Linked DNA regions of Mus musculus: regions 1 and 2 are each linked to region 3. A link is a contact called in public Hi-C data. All regions are on one chromosome and are shown on one strand. The core of a region is the stretch at or near the end of the contact, and the rest is flanking DNA. Distances in the headings are between cores, read along the strand shown. Region 1 overlaps Nrxn3 (neurexin III). Region 2 overlaps Nrxn3 (neurexin III). Region 3 overlaps Nrxn3 (neurexin III).

Region 1 (3,703 bases), core at 666-3,165, 590 kb after region 3:
CAAAAGAAGATATGTAAACAACAGGGCAGCTATGAACCCTCTGACCCACAATGATGTCCTAAGTGAAAATATGCTAGTGCAATGATGGCACAAACCTTGTAACCAACAAATACCTGACTTGGCTTAAGGCCCACTTCATCATGGGATGGAACCCATACCCAACACTGTTTTGGTGACCAATAACATGAGACTAGATAGCTCAGCTACCTAGGATAAAACCAAATACTAGTGAACTAATTTAAAAACAAAACCAGAAAAACTAGTAATAAATGACTCAAAATGACATTCCAATATACTCATAGATTAGTGGCTTGCTCAGCCATCATTAGAGAAGCTTCCTCCTGTAGGAGACGGGAACAAATATAAGATCCACATTATGCAGAGAGTGGAATATCTTAGAGTGCTTATTCCTGGAAGGGATGCCTTTATTGGATCCCTTGCTTCAGAAATCAGGGAGCTATGTGGAATATGATGTAGAAGAGTATAAGATCCAGGGAGTATGGCGGACACGAGAACAAGGAAGGGATGATGTTACTATCGTTACCTTTGACTTGTATTTGTGTGTCTTGTACATACTTAGTTATAGAAGGCACACCATATTGTAAAGACACACCTTCTTTTAGGCTTAGTGCTTTCTCTTTTCAGAGAAGAAGAGTTGGTTTTGACTCAGTTTGAGAGGACAGTCCATCATGGCAGACTCATCATGGCAACAGGAAACTGAAGTGGTTTATCACCCTGTATCCACAGTCATGAGGCAGAAAGTGATAAATGTGGTAGTCTAAACAGTTTTACAGTGCTGGTGGCGATGGAGGAGCAGCGTAGCAATACATTCATGAGGACACCTGCAGTTAAAGTGGTGGTTCCCAATAACTGCCAAACAAAGGCAGTTATTTATAAACTCAACAACAATGGCAGGAAAGAGATGAAAGAAGACTAATGTGTGCCAATCGTTCCTGTCCTATTTGGACTCTTTGGCTTCAGAAACAAAAGTTAATTTTCTCTTAGTATTGAAAAAACTGACCAGGTACAGAAAATCTACTTCTGGTTTCTACAAAGGTATGCCTCTCTACTGGTTATATAGTTCCTCACTCTGTGTTAAGTGGAATCTCCGGGAGACAATATATTTCTGACCTGATACTTAGCCTACCCTCCCTTTCTCTGGTCAGAGTCTTCTAACAATGTCTAGAAACCAGATGGTCATGCTTGTTGAGTCCCTTTGTAAAGCAAACCTCACACTTACCTTGATGACAGTCTTTAAGATGAGGAAGAATTTAAGTTCATGAACTTAAGATTCGAGTTCAGGTTCTCTTCCTAGGCATTTTGTGGTTTCATTTTGGTTTCTTGAATTCATTGGTTAAAGATAAATAAATAAATAAATAAATAAACAAACAAAAAACCCACAGCAAACTACCTATACAAACAGTTTTTATTTGTAAAATGAGGAAACTGACAGTGAACTATCCAGCTAGAAAAATATAGAACAGAAAATCAAAATTAGAATTTAACTCCTAATATTTGTGTTCTTCCTGCCTTATGACAGTTGCTTCAAGTGTCAGAAAGTATTGCATGAAGATAAGGTTTTGGTTAATACATCAGTGGCTGTATGCTTCCATTCATGGTTGTTGCTACATAAGCATATCTGTGCATATACCTGTGTGTTTTTATGTAGCCATTCCATACCACCTTCATCTAGGTTTCCCCCAGGGACTATCTGTCCATGACTGAAATTCACTCCTCTGCCAGGGGAGTGAGAAAGGGACAAGATGGTAGAGATTCACTGGGAAAACGGACTCTGAGCACAGAACAGCAGGCAGTAATGCTGTTGGCAGAGTAACAGAGAAGACACTGTGGCTTAGCCATGGCACGATGGCAAAAAATAGCATGGAAACAGCTGGTGAGCTGTCAGAATGATCTCAAGGAAGAACTGTGAAAGCTCTCTGCTTATACATCAATACAGAGTTATGTGGCTAGATCTGCACTGCCAAGGGAAGAGCAGGCAAGGTGGGTAGTTCACCCTTCTGTGGCCTTTCTCTCATCTCCCTGTAATATGGCTCTGTGTCACAGGTTTGCCTCATATATGATTACTCCTACATAGGTGCTACCTTCGCCCACAACGGCTTTACCCACACTCAGAATATGCACACGCTCCTAAAGGCACAACAGTAGAAGACAGGCATTTGACTTATTTACAGATCTTGTATAAACACCAATTTTAGTGAAATTGGCAGGAGTAGGGAATGACTTTTTAAAACTGAAATAATAATTACTATTGTGATTAAATACCAACATGAGTTTATTTTGGGGATTTTTGAAAATATGTATCATGACTAATTTTTTTCAAAACTGTCCTTAAGACTATTATGATCAATTCAATGAAACGATGAAGGGGAGATACACAGACAAAGAACACATAGGAATATCAGTCTTACTAGCGTACGAACTGATTTTTGCTACAGAAAACAAATGCACGGCTAACCACTTGCATCAAATTGAAAGTGGCTTTCTGCAGAAGAGTTGGGATAACTTGAAGTAGCTGAGGTCATGAATATATTTTACGGGTGGCTAAGGAAAGCACATTTGCAGACAAGGAATCAGACGCTGTTGCTTTCAGTATGACCTTGAATAGAGGCCTGTTGCCTTTTGGCTTCCATTTCAGATAATAAATCCTACCCCATGCCCTAAGGAAATTCGAATGAATGAGGTACTTCTAAGACTTCCCTAGGAATGGTTTCCGTCTGTGCAGTAATCAGCCAGTCAGAGAAGCTCATCTGTCATACAGAAATATTGCTGAGCTTATTCATCAGTAAATTGTTAGTGGTATAGGAAGTAGAAATAAGAAGAGAGCAAAGAACAATGGTTTAATCTAATAAAGGGGGAAATTTACATGCACCAGTAAGTTTAAAATGAAGTAGCTTATTGTGCTTTTTTTAGACTTTTAAATGCATACCAATATTTTCCCTCAGAGGGCAGGGGGCTTTGCTCTTAATGATGTCAGAGGAGCAGTCTGTGACTTGGTAGGAACACAGTGCTTTGTGGCATTGCATGGGAAATATTGTTCCTCTTTAGTTATTTTTGGCAGTTTGATGATATCTGAATTCATTTTCTTCTTTTGGATTCTTGCAAAGAAGCACATGTATATCATGCATAAATTAAGAGTGAAGGCTTTTCTAAACGAGAAATGAGCACTCTTGCCATTCCCAATGTCCATACTAATTTCACCTCTACCCAGCAAGAATGTTTCTTAATCTGGCAAAGTGGGAGCCCCGTGGGTCTCATCACCTCTGTGCAACTGCTCCCTTTGAAAAGATCACACAATTTGGATTTTTTTTTCCTTTTTTATACCATTCACTTGTAGAGATTTCGTAAGGTCTTGAAAGGAGTACCTAAAGTACTTAACATATTTTTGTTATGAAATGATTTTTGCCTTGTTGGAAAATATACATGTACATATTTATACTGTGAAATATAGACTTTTCAAAAACTGCATCTAGGGTTCATTTCCAACACAAAGAAGCTTTTTAAAGTTTTGATTCTACTTTGTATAGCCCATTCATTCTTAGGTAGGCTAAGTTCAAGCTACATCACTTTGCTACAGAGAAAACAGGTATAAATCTAGTCACTAATTTACTGGAAGCAAGGGGGCAAATGGCCTCTAGTGAAAAGAACACTTCTAAGGTCAGGCAATTTCTAGAAGACACTGTTG
Region 2 (3,442 bases), core at 187-2,686, 780 kb after region 3:
TTTGCCACTCTAGTAAAGAGTCACTGATTTCAAAATTGATTTTGCTAAATCAACTTTTCTCAACCAAAACGTGAGTTTCCAGCCAGTCATGGAAACCTAGGCTGGGCATTTTTTTAAATGGAGCTTCTAGCTCAGCATATATTTCATATAACATAAAAGCCTTGAATGCACAAGACACATCTTATGCTAATGCAAGGCAGGTTGTAATTTTAAGAGTCAAGGGAGTTTCAAGAGATACATAATCAAAATGCATCAAGATGAACATTTAAACCTGTTGTTTGTCCCTGTCTCTTAGCTAATGGGAAATTAGGATAGCCCCAAGGTAGTACAGGAAACTTTTAGAGTTCTTTGGTCTTGATCTTGGTCTCAGTAAAATGGAAAATAGATCATCGTCATGCTCCTGAGAGCCAGTAGATAGGATCCAAGAAAGCAATAAAGAAATGTTATATTCATGTTGATAAAGCCATAAAGAAAGATCACTGTGTATGTAACACACACATGAAGTCTTCATAGTATTTCCAAGAACATTATTGACTGAAAGTCATCATCTTGCCAGAAGATCCTGAAACCAGCCTGTTTGGATTCTGCCACTCAAAATCACTTGAGAGTATCTTTAAAATCTAAGGCTTTAATTTCAAGGTTCCAAATTTTGGGTAGGTAGATGCATATAATGAGCTCTGTCTCAGTCCAGAATAATAAGTCAATAGCCAGAAATTACCCATATGCAGATGCAGCTCATTTTATAGCAATTTCAGAAGCATAACCTCTGCCCTGCATTCATTAGAGTAAGGATGAACTGTGTTTACGCCTGTACTAATTATGTCTTTTTTTCTTTTCAATCCCAGGAGGTGAATTAGTTATTCCTCTTCTGGTAGAAGACCCTTTAGCTACCCCTCCTATTGCTACTCGTGTACCCTCCATTACACTCCCCCCTACCTTCCGCCCCCTCCTCACCATTATTGAGACCACCAAAGATTCCCTGTCCATGACCTCTGAGGCGGGGTTACCTTGCTTGTCGGACCAAGGCAGCGATGGTTGTGATGATGATGGCTTGGTGATATCTGGGTATGGCTCAGGGGAAACCTTTGACTCTAACCTGCCCCCTACTGATGATGAAGATTTTTACACCACCTTCTCCTTGGTAACAGATAAGAGTCTTTCCACTTCAATCTTCGAAGGTGGCTACAAAGCACATGCGCCCAAGTGGGAATCCAAGGACTTTAGACCTAACAAAGTCTCGGAAACTAGTAGAACTACAACCACCTCTTTGTCCCCTGAGCTGATCCGCTTCACAGCGTCCTCCTCGTCTGGGATGGTGCCCAAATTGCCAGCTGGCAAAATGAATAACCGTGATCTCAAACCCCAGCCTGATATAGTCTTGCTTCCGTTGCCCACTGCCTATGAGCTAGACAGCACCAAACTGAAGAGCCCACTAATTACTTCCCCCATGTTCCGTAATGTGCCCACAGCAAACCCCACGGAGCCAGGAATCAGACGGGTTCCGGGGGCCTCAGAGGTGATCCGGGAGTCCAGCAGTACAACAGGGATGGTCGTCGGCATTGTGGCTGCTGCCGCCCTCTGCATCTTGATCCTCCTGTACGCCATGTACAAGTACAGGAACAGGGACGAGGGGTCCTATCAAGTGGACGAGACGAGGAACTACATCAGCAACTCGGCCCAGAGCAACGGCACGCTCATGAAGGAGAAGCAAGCCAGCTCCAAGAGCGGCCATAAGAAACAGAAAAACAAGGACAAGGAGTATTATGTGTAAACATAACACCACCAGTCGTATGCGAACTTAAAACAGAATTATTTCTATACACACACCTGAATACTTTGACAATGAGATTTAACTTGTTGAATGTGTTCTGTGAGATGGGGTGTACCACGACTATGGTGGGAAAAACCATTTTTTAAAGGACACATACGATGGTGTATCTCTCTGTGTAATGGTGAGCCATGCTGCAAGGTTGTAGCCTTGGCCCGAAGACAGAAAATTCTCTCTGCCCTGCTGTATCATAAAGCACACACTTAGTGCCCTGGAGCAAGTCCATGACTCCACATGACCTTGGAAGCTTTCTTCTCTCCAGAACATTTGGAAAGGGGTAGAAGACCATATGGCTTACTTGTTCCATAGCTCCAAGTGAGTCTGTAATAATGTTTGTGAATCTTGACTGTAACAATGTTGGGTTATTTTTTGTTTGTTTGTTTGTTTAATTATGTAAAAAAAAACAAAAACAAAAAAATAAGAAAAGAAAAACGCTTAAAAAAAAAAAACACAAACAAAACAAAACAAGAAACCCAGAAATACCCTTATCTGGTTCTGACCAGTGTGTGTGTAACTTTCCAAGATCTGAGGGGAAAATAGCTTTTGGGTTTTCATTTATTTTTTTGACAAAGACTGCACATAAGAAGAAAAGGAAAAAAATATACTCAGAAAAAAAGTATGAGACTCTTGCCATATGAACTCAAAATCTACCATGGCATTCACTCCATGTAGCAGGTTGTGGTGTCTCTAGAACCAATTGTTAGTTTCCTAATGCTTTGGTGAACCCATGTGGGATGACAAGCCGTTTGAAAAGCAGGTCCCCAGATCTAATTCCAATATTTGCCATTCAAACCTGTAACAGATGGGTTTGGGGCTGGTGTTATCGGAGCTATTGGTTTCACTTAACAAATACTGTCCCTGTCCATCAACCCAAAGTGTGTGAACGGGGAAATGTAACCCCCAAGAATTAAAGCAGAGCCTTTCTAAGGGAAGGAAAAAAGGGAAAGGGGGTGGACTGGATCTGTGAAATGCATGCAAACAAAGAAAAAAAAAAACCCACAAAAAAGAAAAGACAATGTTAGCATCTGTTTCAACAGACTGCAAGGGAGTTCCTAACTTGTAACACAACCACAAGTGGTCACACAAGCCTAGTCATGGCCAAGTGTGAAAAATCATAGTTACTTCCCCACCCCCAACATAATAACGGTTTCCATATGGTTTAACTTTGTAGCCTGATGTGAGTAAATCCTTCCCATCTCCTCATGTCTCCTTCCGCCCATCTTTTTTTTTTAAAGACAAATAAATAAATGAGTAAAGCTGCTGTGACACACACACAAAAGGAATTTAATAGTATAATATATATAAATAAATATATATACAGATATATTTATCATGGTATGTTTGATGGGATGACTGACACAGAAATCTGTTAAAGTCTTGAAGTGGAATGAGAATGTTATTTTAAAAGAAAAATAACAAAACAACAAAAAAGTAAACCTTAAAATGTGAAGAAAGTGTGAGTTTTCGTTTTGTCACAGTTAACTGTGTCAAAGAGAATTTAAACAACAAACAACAGAAACTTCTCAGATTTTGTTTACATATTTTACTACATTTTTGCTGGTATAATCCCTTAGTCGTGTATGTACCTACCGCTTTGAGAACTGTTATTTCCTT
Region 3 (3,672 bases), core at 508-3,007:
AGCTTTAGGTCTAGTCTCAAGTTAAAAAAAATATCAAGCCACCCAAAGGCTGATAGTAAAGTCTAATAATCAAAGGATTGGTAGGATGGCTAAAATGTAATAAATATATTCCATTTATAAACTTGAAGATCTGATTATTGTTCCTTTTTTATTTTATATATGCTTGGATTTATAATTAATAGATCTTATACGTTAAAGAAATCTACATATAGGCACTAAACACCTTTTTGTGTTACTCGGACAGCTCATAAATTCCAGCTACGTGTTGGACTTAGAGGTATCAGATAATGTTTGCTGTATGATTTCTAGTAAAATGAATTGTGAATTCTCTGATTGAAATATAATTTTAATATCCTTTACTGTGTATGGCTGAGAAAAGTTCATTCCAAGTTCATTTTTTTCTCCCTGATGTGAACTAAGTTCTGCTACTGTTGCCCGGCTCTAGGCAATTATCATGAAGAAATTCCAGGGAGCCCAGAGGACCTTTCCTTCAAATACCTGTTCACCTAGAGTGCTTGAGGCATTCAATACTATTAGTTCCTGCATCCCTTTGAAATATGTACATTATTTCATCTTTATGGGAACACAGTTTTGACCCTTGGAGTGTATAGATAATCTCCCCTGCAGTATAAGAAAATTTTGACCTTAAGCAAATATTATAGAATTCTGGACCCCCAAATTTTATGTAGCAAAGGCTTGAGGGATGTGTACTCTCATTTTAGGTTTCTCGCTTTCTACTCCTTCTTCCCTTTAACTGCAATTTCCAGTTGGCTGTAAGAATTCTCAAGACATCAGTACTACATTTTCTTGCACCGTATTCTCATAATTTTGTGAGAGCTTGTGCACACTGAAACGCAAAGCTCCGGTTCCTTACTATACCTTTTGCTCACAGTTGACCTGGGTCATCTTTGCTGTCAGTTGCTTGTATTGGGCTTAAGCTTTCAGGTGGAATGATGCTAATACAGGTCAGTTCTGTTCCATCCAGGGGATTATGTCCCATCAGGCAGCCTTGGCATTCCCCTTTGTTAAAGAACAACAGAAGGCAAGATAAAGTGTTTGATGATTGGATTAAGGGGGATGAACTTATAAATTGTGGTCATCTACCCCCTCACCCCCCGAGAAGGTAGGCATAAGGTAAAGTATGATTTGCTTCTGTGTTAATCCTATGATTTTCTGGTCCCATGGCTTAGAAAGTTGAGGATTTGTCAAGTGGCTAAAGAAGGACAACCCAAGGTTACATAGATTCGATGAGTTTGTTTAGAAGTTCAGAAAATAAACCCTACCACTTTTAGATATCTGCATAAGGAAGTATGTTTCAATATTTTGGGGTCTCAAGAAAAAAACTATTTCTCTTTAAGAAATTAAAAAATATTCCTATGAATTAATCTATTATACTCTGTCACCCAAATTAAAATAGCCATACTATTTTTTTTTAAAAATCATGACTTAATTTTAAGATAATGAGGAAGTTCAAGTATACAGAAATTAAAGAAAATCGTCTTTGCCATGGTAGTAAGTGTAAATGTTTTGTTTTATTTAATCAATTTTGCAATTTATAACATGGAAATTATATGCAACTATAAACAAATGAATATTTGAGAACCAGCTTCCATCTCCAGCCCCTCCCCATTTTTGTTTTCTTTAATGAAATCCACATTGTAAGTTAAAGTCTTTCCATTGGTGCTGGTGGTTCAGGGTGAGTGGGATGCTTATCATGGGGACTTGCTACTTACACGCATGATTAAATTCAGTTGTCAGGTTTGGACAGGAGAGATCCCCTCCTCTTCCCCAGGAAGTCTGTAGAGAAGGGCTGGGATGGAGAGGATATTCATTTTCCAGTTTATAGAAGAAGGGTCCATCCATCATGATCAAAGAAGAATATTTCATGCCGTCCACCTCTGGTGAGGGCTGCAATAAATATTCTATCCTCTCCCCAACTTTGTTTCCTGCTCTGATTAAAATTCACCTTATAAACAGATAGGATGGCTTGAGATTATGAAATCAAAACACACAAGAATTATTCAGTCTCTGTTGCTCATTTTCTCCTCTGTGAATAATTTCTGCTGACAGGTGACCAGTGAGGCCATCTGTCTCTTTATTACACAAGCCTGTGGTGGGTCCCGTCTCCTCTGCCCTGGAGTTAAATGAAGGTTTCTTTGACAAGAGAATAATATAGGCCAGCAAATGTAATGCGATTTTAGGACATTCATGATTTCTTTTTAGGAATATGAACACAAATATTTTCTTCCTATGATTGAAATGTAAGTATTTCTTAAAGATTCAGGTAGATACATATCATTAAAATAACCCAACCATTCTCAGTATTAGGAAGTCTAGAAAAACTACTAATGTTTCAGAATTTGTAGTGTCATTTTCTTTGAGTATTTCATTTATTTTGATCCATTCAAATGATTCATTGGGGGGGGGATGTCTATGTCATAATAGATTGCTTTATTGTTCAACATAGCCTCTAAATTTGATTAGGAAAATGAAATCTACGAAGTACCTCAGCTATAGATTTTGGAAAAAAATGATTTGAATGTAATGTTCACTTCTCTTTCTGTGTTAGTTCAGAGGGAAAGGATTTTGATTGTTTGTTTGTTTGTTTGTTTGTTTTAAAAGACAACTGTAAAACTAACAAACTATTCACCCACCTATTCATCACCATTTTGGTCATATCTGCACTTCACACATGTTATCCCTAGAGGAGATTATCCAGTGCCAATTGGAGGGGAACTCATCCCTAGACTGATAATGTTCTTCCGGTTATTTGTTGAAGTTTGCCAAATGACTAAAGACTTACGGAGTCCAGACAGGGAAGCCACTTTTCCCTTAGTGGAAATCTATTTTTATGATTCCTGTTCTACCATATGAATATAATCAGATAGAAATTAGAATGTACTAGCTAAGAAATGAAATAAAACTTATAAGAAACACTTTGGGAAACTTTTCTAAGACTTCAGACCACGGCAGACTAATCTATTTCCTCTTGATTCTGTTTATAGTCTTTCATTTGATTACCATTACCTCAACAGAGAGAACTGAGATGTAATCTTTGGGATAGCCGTCTCAAAAGTTACAGAGCTAGGAGACAGGGAACGGAGGTGGCAATCCAGCTTTACCTATGAGAAATGAGTTCCTTTCTCTATGATATCACCTTGTTGTATGCAAAGATACAAGGTAGGATTACAACCACATTCCCACAGAGGAATGCAATAGAATCCAGCCATAGTCTAGATGGCCAGACACTGGTCACCTAAATGCCTAGTGCTATAAGAGGATACTTGGCAAACAGGAGTATAGACAGATGGTGCCCAACCCACACATCTCTATTTATGTAGAGGCCCCCAGTGTTTGTGTTAGCAGGTTTGGATGTTAATAAAAGAAATTGTTTGTTCTTTCTTTTTATGCCTGCAATTCATTTTTAGTGTAGATTTAAAAAGAAGAATTTGTAAGATCACTAGATACCAAGAGACGTGTGAGCAAAGCCAAAAGTGTATTAGGTTTAAAAGGGAAAGCCTGTGCATACATTATAAACAAACAAACAAATAAACAAATAAATGTTTGCCATTTGTCCACTAGAGGGTACTGTGAGTCCATTGGTCAATTTAATGGATAGGATCTTTTTTTTTCTTTTTCTGCTTTTTTTTAAATTCCTCCTTTTCCCCATGT

Evidence for each region. Hi-C and Micro-C count contacts between places; a contact is called where the count stands out from the background.
Region 1: a contact with region 3 is called in a Hi-C map of cerebellum, with 1.9 times the contacts expected there. The contact joins two enhancer-like sites. A contact is called at or near these places in 5 of 484 Hi-C or Micro-C datasets (cerebellar granule neurons, cerebellum and cerebral cortex) and 1 of 9 other capture datasets (embryonic tail).
Region 2: a contact with region 3 is called in a Hi-C map of cerebellar granule neurons, with 2.1 times the contacts expected there. The contact joins two enhancer-like sites. A contact is called at or near these places in 3 of 484 Hi-C or Micro-C datasets (cerebellar granule neurons and cerebellum) and 1 of 9 other capture datasets (embryonic stem cells).

Annotation. Positions count from the first base shown.
Region 1 is chr12:90,140,311-90,144,013 of GRCm38.p6, forward strand. The region is part of intron 15 of Nrxn3 (neurexin III); the gene reads left to right. Among named protein-coding and RNA genes, the nearest start is that of Gm40538, 270 kb to the right of the region's middle. Within about 2 kb of position 1,916, at least 27 of the 459 cell types and tissues checked have an H3K27ac peak or open chromatin away from gene starts, as enhancers often do. A contact at or near this core is called in cerebellar granule neurons and cerebellum, where this site is marked.
Region 2 is chr12:90,330,640-90,334,081 of GRCm38.p6, forward strand. It overlaps Nrxn3 (neurexin III), which reads left to right. Exons shown (of 20, transcript NM_001198587.3): 20 at 1,149-3,442. The coding sequence ends at 1,771. Among named protein-coding and RNA genes, the nearest start is that of Gm40538, 76 kb to the right of the region's middle. Within about 2 kb of position 1,437, at least 4 of the 459 cell types and tissues checked have an H3K27ac peak or open chromatin away from gene starts, as enhancers often do. A contact at or near this core is called in cerebellar granule neurons, where this site is marked.
Region 3 is chr12:89,551,649-89,555,320 of GRCm38.p6, forward strand. The region is part of intron 14 of Nrxn3 (neurexin III); the gene reads left to right. Among named protein-coding and RNA genes, the nearest start is that of Gm40537, 580 kb to the left of the region's middle. Within about 2 kb of position 1,758, at least 4 of the 459 cell types and tissues checked have an H3K27ac peak or open chromatin away from gene starts, as enhancers often do. A contact at or near this core is called in cerebellar granule neurons and cerebellum, where this site is marked.